2 separate regions of the Mus musculus genome follow, and region 2 is linked to region 1. Evidence: chromatin contacts called from public Micro-C data. All regions are on one chromosome and are shown on one strand. The core of a region is the stretch at or near the end of the contact, and the rest is flanking DNA. Distances in the headings are between cores, read along the strand shown. Region 1 holds the start of Plxdc2 (plexin domain containing 2). Region 2 overlaps Plxdc2 (plexin domain containing 2).

Region 1 (4,446 bases), core at 884-3,383:
TGGTGGTAGTGATTCTGGCAGGTAAATCTCCATCCCAAATAAGCCCCCGGCAGTGAAAACACGACTCAATTAATATGAACACATGATTGTGCCTAGATTGGGCAGGTCTACCGTTATCCTACCATCTTCCACAGTTTATGAGACCCCTTAGAACTTTAGGTTTCTCCAGGTGATGTGCTTTTGCTCCAATTTTCTTCTTTTTCCTCCTCCTCTGCATCCTCTCCCTTTTCTACTTTCTCCTCTCTCTCTCTCTCTCTCTCTCTCTCTCTCTCTCTCTCTCTCTCTCTCTCTCTCTCTCTCTCTCTCTCCTGCTCCACCTTTCCTTTTATCTGCCTAATCATCAGCTCTTCTTTATTTTACAAATTAAGGTGGGAAGCAGGTTTACAGGAAGTCACCTGAGTGCTCATTCCTTGTTCACAACCACTCAAGGGAGAACAGAATTAATATCAAATATAATTAGTAGTCTATCCACAACCGGTGTCAGCCATTCAAAGTGCAGAAGGAAAACTCAACATCGATGACTGTCCCATTAATTTTTCATTAGGAAACCACTCTTTTAAACTTGATGTAAATACTCTAGATACACAGATTGAGATGTAATTGAGGATTTAAAACACTCTTGGTAGAGCAAAAATAAGAGAATTACAGTCTTAAGTCTGGTTGGCAAGAGGACATCAACCACTCAGAAGAAAGCTCAGGATTTATCAAGCATCTTGGAATAATAAAAGGTGTAAGCATGGAGTATTTAAACCTTCACAAATATCCCAAAATAGAGAAACGAGTCTTATTTTAGAGAAAACAGGCTTGTTAATGTTTTCAGTGGAAAGGCAAAAATTTCTGTATCGAATTTTGCAGTAATCTTGGCCCACTTCCAGTGGGTTTTGCTAGATGTTGAGATGGATTCAAAGCATACATGCATGCATTCTTCAAAGCATGGCAAGGCCAAGACAGTAACAAGCTACAGCATCGGCTGAACCCAGAACACTTTCGAATGTGTTTAAATTAGCTCTCCCTTTGTCTTCAAGAAAGAGCATTTCTCTTCAGGCTAGCAGATGATTTAAAAAATTAAGTTCACTTGGCTAATCCTCCTTTCTAGGACCTTCTATGAACTTCAGTATAAAATCTTCCTGATTTGATGCCTGGAGACCTGAGGCTTAAAGCTTAAATAAATTGCTCCTTGTGGAAAAAAAATTGAAGTACTAGCCCAGGCAGTGCTCCAGAACATGTATTTTTCACCAAGGATGCATTGTCTCTTTGCTTTCTATTTAGCCCCATTAAAAGATGGCTAAGTGTATGCAAATTAAATTAAATTAAATGTAAGCGGATAAGGGGCCTGGAAAGGGTTAATGCTGAAGCAGACCCTCAAGCTGAAAAAACAAAAACAAACTAGCAAGCAAAAACCCTTTAAACCCCCTATAGGAAATTCAATGGGCTTCCTGTTTCTTTAAACTCTCCCTTTCCCTCCTTCTGACACTTTACCAAACCGCGGTGGCGGCCTCAGGACCCTGCAGCCCAGAGCCACCTCCACCTCCCTCTGTGCGGGTCTGGGGTAGGAGGGGCTTTTGATGGGATGGGGGCTGGGAGTTGGGGGATGTCAGTAACCCTAGCGACTCAGGTTTGCTCCCCCGCCACCCAACGGTTGCCAGACCAGCCCTCAGTGAGGGATGAAATACTATTAACCCTTTAGTGCCCAGGCGGAAATCAGAAGATAGTGGGCGCTCCCTGGGGGGCCTCATCCCTCTCTACCCGCAGGCTGACACCCAAAAGCCACGGAAGCCTGGAGGGTGCAGGCGGCATCGGTTCCTCTGCAAAGGTCATGAACCGGGTGGGCGGATGGCGTCCGGGAGACTAGAATCTGCCACCGCCCCACTCGCACCAGTCCTCGGGTGTTTGGGGCCGCAATGGTCCTCTGGCTTTCCCCAGCCAGTCTTCTCGGGCTTCATCTGTGGGAGACTTTTCTGGCGCCCCCTCTCCCCCGAGAAAAGCTCAGCCAATGGACAGGTTGGTGCTGGCTGCGGGTTTTGGGAGGAAGGTGGGAGAAGCCTGGAGGAGAGAAGGGGAGGGAGGAGGGCGGAGGGAAGAGAGGAGGGTTCAGCGGTAGATCTAGCAAATGGCAAGCCGCCTTCCCTCCCCAAAGTGTAGAGCTGGAGCGCGGGGGAGCGCGGCGGCGCCTCCGCCACCAAACTCCTGGGGCTCCGCGGCGTTCGGAGCCACCTCCTGCCTAGCCCGGAGGGGCTCTCTTACCAGGCTGCAACCTCACTTTCCCGTTTTTCTTTTTCTTTAAAAAACACCCCCACCTCTCTTCTGCTCACAGCAGCTGGTGCATTCCCGGCTCTACTCTCCGGAGCTGCCCATCCCTCCGGCTGCGGGCGAGGACGCGCGCTCAGCCTTGGGCGAAGCAAAGAAGAAAAACTTGTCAGAGGGGTTTCTCCAGCCTCCACTAACCTCCTTCTCTCGGGAACACCAACCACCCGCCGGGGCCAGACCTAAGTCTGGGAAAGTTCCTCCGGTGCTCAGCGCCCTCTTGAATCTGGAACAGCACCGGCGCAGCCAGTGGAATTAGATCTGTTTTGAACCCAGTGGAGCGCGTCGCGGGCGCTCGGAAGTCACCGTCTGTGGGCGCCCGGGTGGCGCTGCCTGAGAGGACCCGGGAGTTTGCCGACCCTACTGCAAGTGACCTTTCCTCCCCTCACTTGGTTGATTGTGTCTCAGTTGGGGGCTGCGAGGGTGACAAGTTGCAGTGAGAGCTCCCGAAGTTCGGAGAGGGTTCAGCTGTCTCTCCTTCACTTCTGTTACCCGGAGTGAAATCCTAGCGAAACTGTCAGAGGCCTCCGGATCCCACCCAAGACTCACCAGCAGAGCTCGGCCGTGTCGCCCCATCCCCAGGGATAACCCCGGAGCCCAGGGTCTCAAGAAAAAATTCGTTGGGCAGGGGAGAGAGGTCGCGGCAGCGGCATGGCAAGGTTCCGGAGGGCCGACCTGGCCGCAGCAGGAGTTATGTTACTTTGTCACTTTTTAACAGACCGGTTCCAGTTCGCCCACGGGGAGCCTGGACACCATACCAATGGTAAGAAGTACTTTTCTCAATTGTTTTTGTGTGTGGCTGAAGATCCTTCCGGTGTCTTCGAACCTCCATCCTCATCTCACACCCACCCAAAGTATCTGCCCTTGGGAAACTTATCCTAGTTGTTTTTCTGGGAAACTTGAGTTTCTCGAATGGGGAAAGAGGTTTGCTTGATCAAAAGGTGTGGGAAACCAGGACTTCCCTGAAGCTATGATGCTTACTCCACCTGGGCGCCAGGGGGTGGTCCTGCCTAACCCCAAGTAGCCCAAAGAGGTCGGGGTGTGAGAGAGCCTGCTGCTGCGGATACCTCTCTGAATCTTGGTTACATCAGGTTGTTTCCCCTCTGGATTCTCATCCCTTGGAGCTCAGAGGCTCTTCCCTGTGCGCCGCGGAAGGGATGGATGGATGAACAATCTGATGACAGTCAGGGATGGCAGGTCGCCCCGTGCCAAGGGAAAACGCCTTGTGTCTGCACATCCCTCCTTCAGGCTATCCTCACTAGTTTTCTCATTGTGGGGTTACTAAGTGGATGCAGTAGAAGCAGCGGGGTTCAGGGATAGAGAAGAGGTGGAGAAGATGGGGACCAGTCGTGCCTATGAGGACAAGCCCTGGCCCCATTGTCCTCTGCCTGTCTGTTTCACAGACAGGCCCCAACATGCCAGCAGTTCCTCAGGGTTTCTTGACACTGTCCCTGGAGGAGAAGGGCCTCCAGATACTTGCAATTGGCCGCACCCTGTGCCCTGGTGATCTGTCTGGTTAGGTGTGTGGTAGTGAAGTGTCCTCCTACTGAGCAGGGACTGGCTAATCCAGCTTTCTCCCAAGACCACTCATTCCACTGTGACCCCACAGATTGCTCCCCATCTCTGCCCTTCAGCAAAGAAATGAACAGGCAGGTCAGTGAAACACTGGGGCAGGAATCTGTGAACTCTTGTAGACTCCCAGCAGGAGTGAGAGCAAAGAGCACTTGAAGAGAAAAAGAAAGGAAAACTTCCTGGTTAGGACAATCACTTTGGTTCTGTTTTGCTCTGTACACCTCTTTGTTTAATTCAAGAAAGACTGGTAAATGGTTCTTCAGAAAGTATGCATGTATACCCAGCTGTCAGCCTTCAAGGAGTCACAGAAAGAAGTCCGGGAGGTACACCTGGGGACTCCAGGTGAGAATAAGAGTTTACAAAAACCTTGAATAAAATGTTACCATCTTGAGACAAATAGGATAATCCAAGTCATGCGTGTACCTGAGTTGCAAATTTTAAGAGAGGAAAAAAATTACTTTCTTGGTGCTCCTATTTAAGGCTGGCTCCTATTTAAGTGTGTGTGTGTGTGTGTGTGTGTGTGTGTGTGTGTGTGTGTGTGTGTGTGCTGGGGACCAGCACATGAAGACC
Region 2 (4,470 bases), core at 121-2,620, 50 kb after region 1:
TCTGCTGATGAGTAGACATTCTTTTGATAAATGTTGGGTTCTTATCTTGTTTGCTTTCTCAAAAACTGTATTTGGCAAAGACATCTGTGTAGATCTCAGTTCAAAACAATCCCCGTCCCTGGGAAGAGTTGAGAAAGGGCTGCGCACTAATGCGCCAGGGCAGAAGCACTTGCTTGACTGCTCCATGACATGGGCATTTTTGCATTTTCTACTTAGGAGTTTACATCCAGGACGGCTAACTGATGATATGTGAGGGTTCAAGGAGCAGACCATCAGAAGGTGCATCCCAGGTTACAGATAAACATCAATTTCCCCTCACGCAGCCCCCCAAAGGCAAAATACAACCCTTTAAATCCCCGTGCTCTTTTGCACACTCACCTGACATTTTTGTTCCAATGAGTTAGTGAAACAGAAACCTAAAGCAGTAAACCTTCTGGTTAAGCCAGCTTCTTTGTTTAGATGCTTTTGCTATTTCACTAAGGAAAGGGTGGCTGTTTTACTTTTTATACAGCAGGGTCTGATGATTTCTATAGCTCATATATTAAAGATCATCAGACTTTTAAAATATTCAGTTCAAGACAATAAGTAAGCTAAATATTGGATAACAGAGAACAGAGAAAAATATATTTTATTGGTCATGGTTCAGAAAATGTAGCAATTGATTTTTCTTGTTCTTCTAAGGTATAAAATTATACTTCATGAGTCTGAATCAAATATAAAAATTCATAAAGTATGTCACCCTATGACTAATTGAAACCATTATTCATAAAAATGTGAAATTACTTTAAAATAAAAGGGAAAACTGTGTAAGTTAGAGAAATTTTCTGCTTGTTCTGTCTGAGAAGGTTATTTTATTTGAAGTTTTTGTGATGATTCATTATATTTCTATTTCTTGTGTGTTAAGATACATTACTGTCTGGAACATGGACTTAGAAAACAGTGGAAAATAGCACTTTAAACTCGGGTTTACTATCCCAATTTTGACTTGATCTACTCTATCAGCATAAGAATAGGCTTTTTAATATTTTGAGTAAATAACATCATGTGTACTTCTAGCATTATAATAGTATAAGATTTGCTATATGCAGGTATACAGTAGCTCTTCTTATGTGCAAAATATGTACTTCCAAACCACCAGTTGTGTGCTTAAAAGTAGACATTACCAGATTCTCTGTTTTTCCTAGACATACATGTTCATGGTGAAGTGCAACTTGTAAGTTAGATATAATAGGAGATGCATCACAATGTCTAATAGTAAAATGGAAGGATCCTAACAATTTCCTTTAGGAATGTAATATGAATGATCTCACTCTTGGCTCAACCACCACAGGCTGGTGATTCATGCCTTATGGAATACGGCAGAGGGGATGACCCATGTTCTGGGCAAGCTAAAGTGAGACAACATGACATTTTTCATGCTACTGGAAGAGCATGTGGTTTAAAACTTAACTGCTTGTTGGCTTTTGGGTATTTTTACTTAATAAGTTTGAACCCTGGCTGATTATTGATGACTAGGATCTTACTGTTTGTAGATTGTCTCTGAGTACCGTTTTCTGCCCAGACACAGTGAAGAGGAACAGCAAGAGAAGTTGGTATATGTAAAACCCCTGAAAGGTGAGACAGCTGTGGAGACCTGTGCTCCTAACAAACTTGCACCAAGAACCCGCCTCTGGGCACATTCTTGCTAGTAAGACACTTCAATGGTCACATTTTAGGGTAAACTATTTTTACTTTGTCCTAAGCAAAGCATTCAACATACAGATTGTGAAAATTTAGCCAGTTTTTTAATCTTAAGAGTCGCCCCTTCTTAATTCAGAGGAGTACACTGGGCTGGGCTTCACTGTCCAAATTGCCACAAACAAACAAACAAACAAACAAACAAGCAAACAGCTTTGTGTGCTCCAATGGTCCTGTCCTCTCACTGGAATGAATGAACTAAATGAAAGGCTCTTTGGTTATATGTTTTAAAGTCTTTTCTCTATATACTTAATATTTACTCTGCAACATTTTGGCCCTTGGGAATCCCAGAAAACAGTAAGGAGTAAAAAGACCTACAAAATACCTCCACATTCTTCAACATCCTATACAATTTAGTTTTGAAATATATCGTTTCTAATAACACATCTATTGTATGAAGTATTTAAGAAGCAATCCATGCTATCTCTGGCATGGCACCAACAGACAGACCAAACTGTTCTCAGCGTGCAGACTCTCTGACTCAGAACTCTGAAATCTCTCCACCCATCTTTTGAAGTTCCCATGGTGGGCCCCTGTCATGCATGTCCCATACTTCCAAATTCAAATACAGTGGCAGGCGTGTCCTAGTACCCAGCTGAGTCACTGCATGAAGGAAAACACCATACAATCTTAGTTTAGAATCAATAGGCAACACAATTGCTGGGTGCAGAAATTAGCATCCTAATTTTGTAATCTATTTTAAGTTATAAATCCTCCAGTGGTGGATTCCAGCAGATCTACCACCTAAACCAGAGGCCTCTCACTACCTACATTGTGTCTCCATGGTCTCTCTTGTCCAAAAGGAAGTATATTTCCCCTGCCTCCCCTCTTCCTCTCTCTGACCTAGAAGTCCCACCTACTCGCTTAGTGATTGGTTCCTTAAAATATTTATTTATTAGGGGAAGGTTATGTCACACCCATCAACATTTGCAAATGACATTTTAGCCACACTAGAGCATGTTCCATGTTATCTTATTAATAACATTACTCTCACCCAATTATATTTTAATATACTTTTATTTTTTTAGTACATATTTGCTTGTTTGTTTGTTTGTTTGTTGGGAGTGGGGGCACACAGTTGCCACAATCCCTGAGAGGATGTAGGTTCCACTTGAGGAAATAGGTTTGCTCCTCTCATCATGTGCATTTCAGGAGCAAAGCTTGGATGCTCAGCCTTGGCAGCAAGCACCTTTACCAGCTTAGCCATCTTGCAGAGCCATGATACACTTCTTAAGAAAGGTCTTGAGTCATAGTCACCAAACTGAGCATTTTGTAAAACTCCAGATGTGGCCCCTTGGTATGTCTTCCAAGGCGGGGGGGGAATCAATTCTTAAGAGCATCATGGAAGAAAAAATATTTTAACAGGAAACAAAGAATTCCCTTGGGAATTTTATAAACCATAAGAAAAAATGTCTTCTCAAGCCCTTTGTACCCTGAAAGGCCATTGACACACTGTGTGGCCTTTGGACGACAACAGACATTCAGCACTTGCTTTTATTTCTCCTTGAATTATTAAGACATAAAATACAATAAGATAAAATAAATACTAACACACAGGAATTGGACAAAACAAACAGAAGTAAAAGAGCTCAAGAGAAGGCACAAGAAACATAGACCCACTAACACTTACCCTCAAGAATCACATAAACACGTTAAACTGGAAGCCAAAATATACATACAAAAGCCCTTCTACAGATGCATGCAGGCCCTGTGCATGCTGCCTCAGTCTCTGTGGGATCATACGTGTGCCCACTATTTGTCATGTTCATTTAGAGAGCCTTGTTTTCTTCTGTCTTCCATCTCTTTCGGTCTTACACTCTTTCTGTCTCCTCTTCTACAGAGTTTCCTGAACATACACACTCGCCCCCCCCCCTCTCTCTCTCCCTCTCTCCCTCTCCCTCTCCCCCTCCCCCTCCCCCTCCCCCTCCCCTCCCTCTCTCTTTCTCTCTTTCTCTCTTTCTCTCTTTCTCTCTTTCTCTCTCTCTCTCTCTGCATCATGTATGGCTACGAGTCTCTGTATTTATTCTCATCTGCTACAGGAGGAAGTTTCTCTGATAATCTTTGAGCAAAACACTGATCTGTGAGTATAACAATGTCATTAGGGGTAATTATTTTTTGCTATGTTCCTTTTAATAAAAGAGTGATATTTGTTTTTCCACTCCGTCTCTGGGCTATTGGTTTCAGGGTTTTGGTTACCTAGGTAGTGTAAGGTATGGAGTCCATTTTATAAAGTGGGCATGAAGTCAAATTAGATTTTAGTTTAGGTGTTCCCACAAACTTTATGCAACCAATACATTACAATTTCTTGCAGGCAGTATACCATTGTAGAAAAAAAGGATTCCTGAAACTTATAATGTAAGGCTGTTACCTTTCCCCACAGCTTGAGCTATGTTAGAAGGCTCTAGAAATAATAGGAACTCTAGAAAATGGAACATTTAGGAGACACAAACTTTTCGAGCTAGCATAAAGCAGATTTTCACAGTTGATTCTCAGATTTTCTTAAGCTATTTGTCTGAAACAAAACAAAACAAAACAACAGGATTTTAGCTTCTAGTGTCTGGACATGTACTGAACAACTACACTTCGGTGCTGTTCAAATGTTCCTGGCATAATATCTGGAGTACTCTGCCCAGCTTGCTGGTTGGTACTTATGGCAATGCTAAGATGGTGGCTCTTTCCTCTGCTGGTTCTGCACATTCATATCTTCTTGAATGCATACATTGTGAAACAAAC

What was found. Hi-C and Micro-C count contacts between places; a contact is called where the count stands out from the background.
Region 2: a Micro-C map of granulosa cells shows a contact between it and region 1, with 1.9 times the contacts expected there. The contact joins the enhancer-like site here to the promoter of Plxdc2 in region 1. A contact is called at or near these places in 10 of 484 Hi-C or Micro-C datasets (the Ba/F3 cell line, adipose-derived mesenchymal stem cells, embryonic fibroblasts and 4 more), 4 of 115 datasets of contacts at active chromatin or transcription factors (CD8 T cells, embryonic stem cells, kidney and 1 more) and 1 of 9 other capture datasets (adipose tissue).

The regions. Positions count from the first base shown.
Region 1 is chr2:16,354,171-16,358,616 of GRCm38.p6, forward strand. Plxdc2 (plexin domain containing 2) reads left to right here and starts at 2,134. Exons shown (of 14, transcript NM_026162.6): 1 at 2,134-3,067. The coding sequence starts at 2,956.
Region 2 is chr2:16,405,356-16,409,825 of GRCm38.p6, forward strand. All of the region lies in intron 1 of Plxdc2 (plexin domain containing 2), which reads left to right. Among named protein-coding and RNA genes, the nearest start is that of Plxdc2, 51 kb to the left of the region's middle. Within about 2 kb of position 1,371, at least 39 of the 459 cell types and tissues checked have an H3K27ac peak or open chromatin away from gene starts, as enhancers often do. A contact at or near this core is called in adipose tissue, adipose-derived mesenchymal stem cells, embryonic fibroblasts and 2 more, where this site is marked.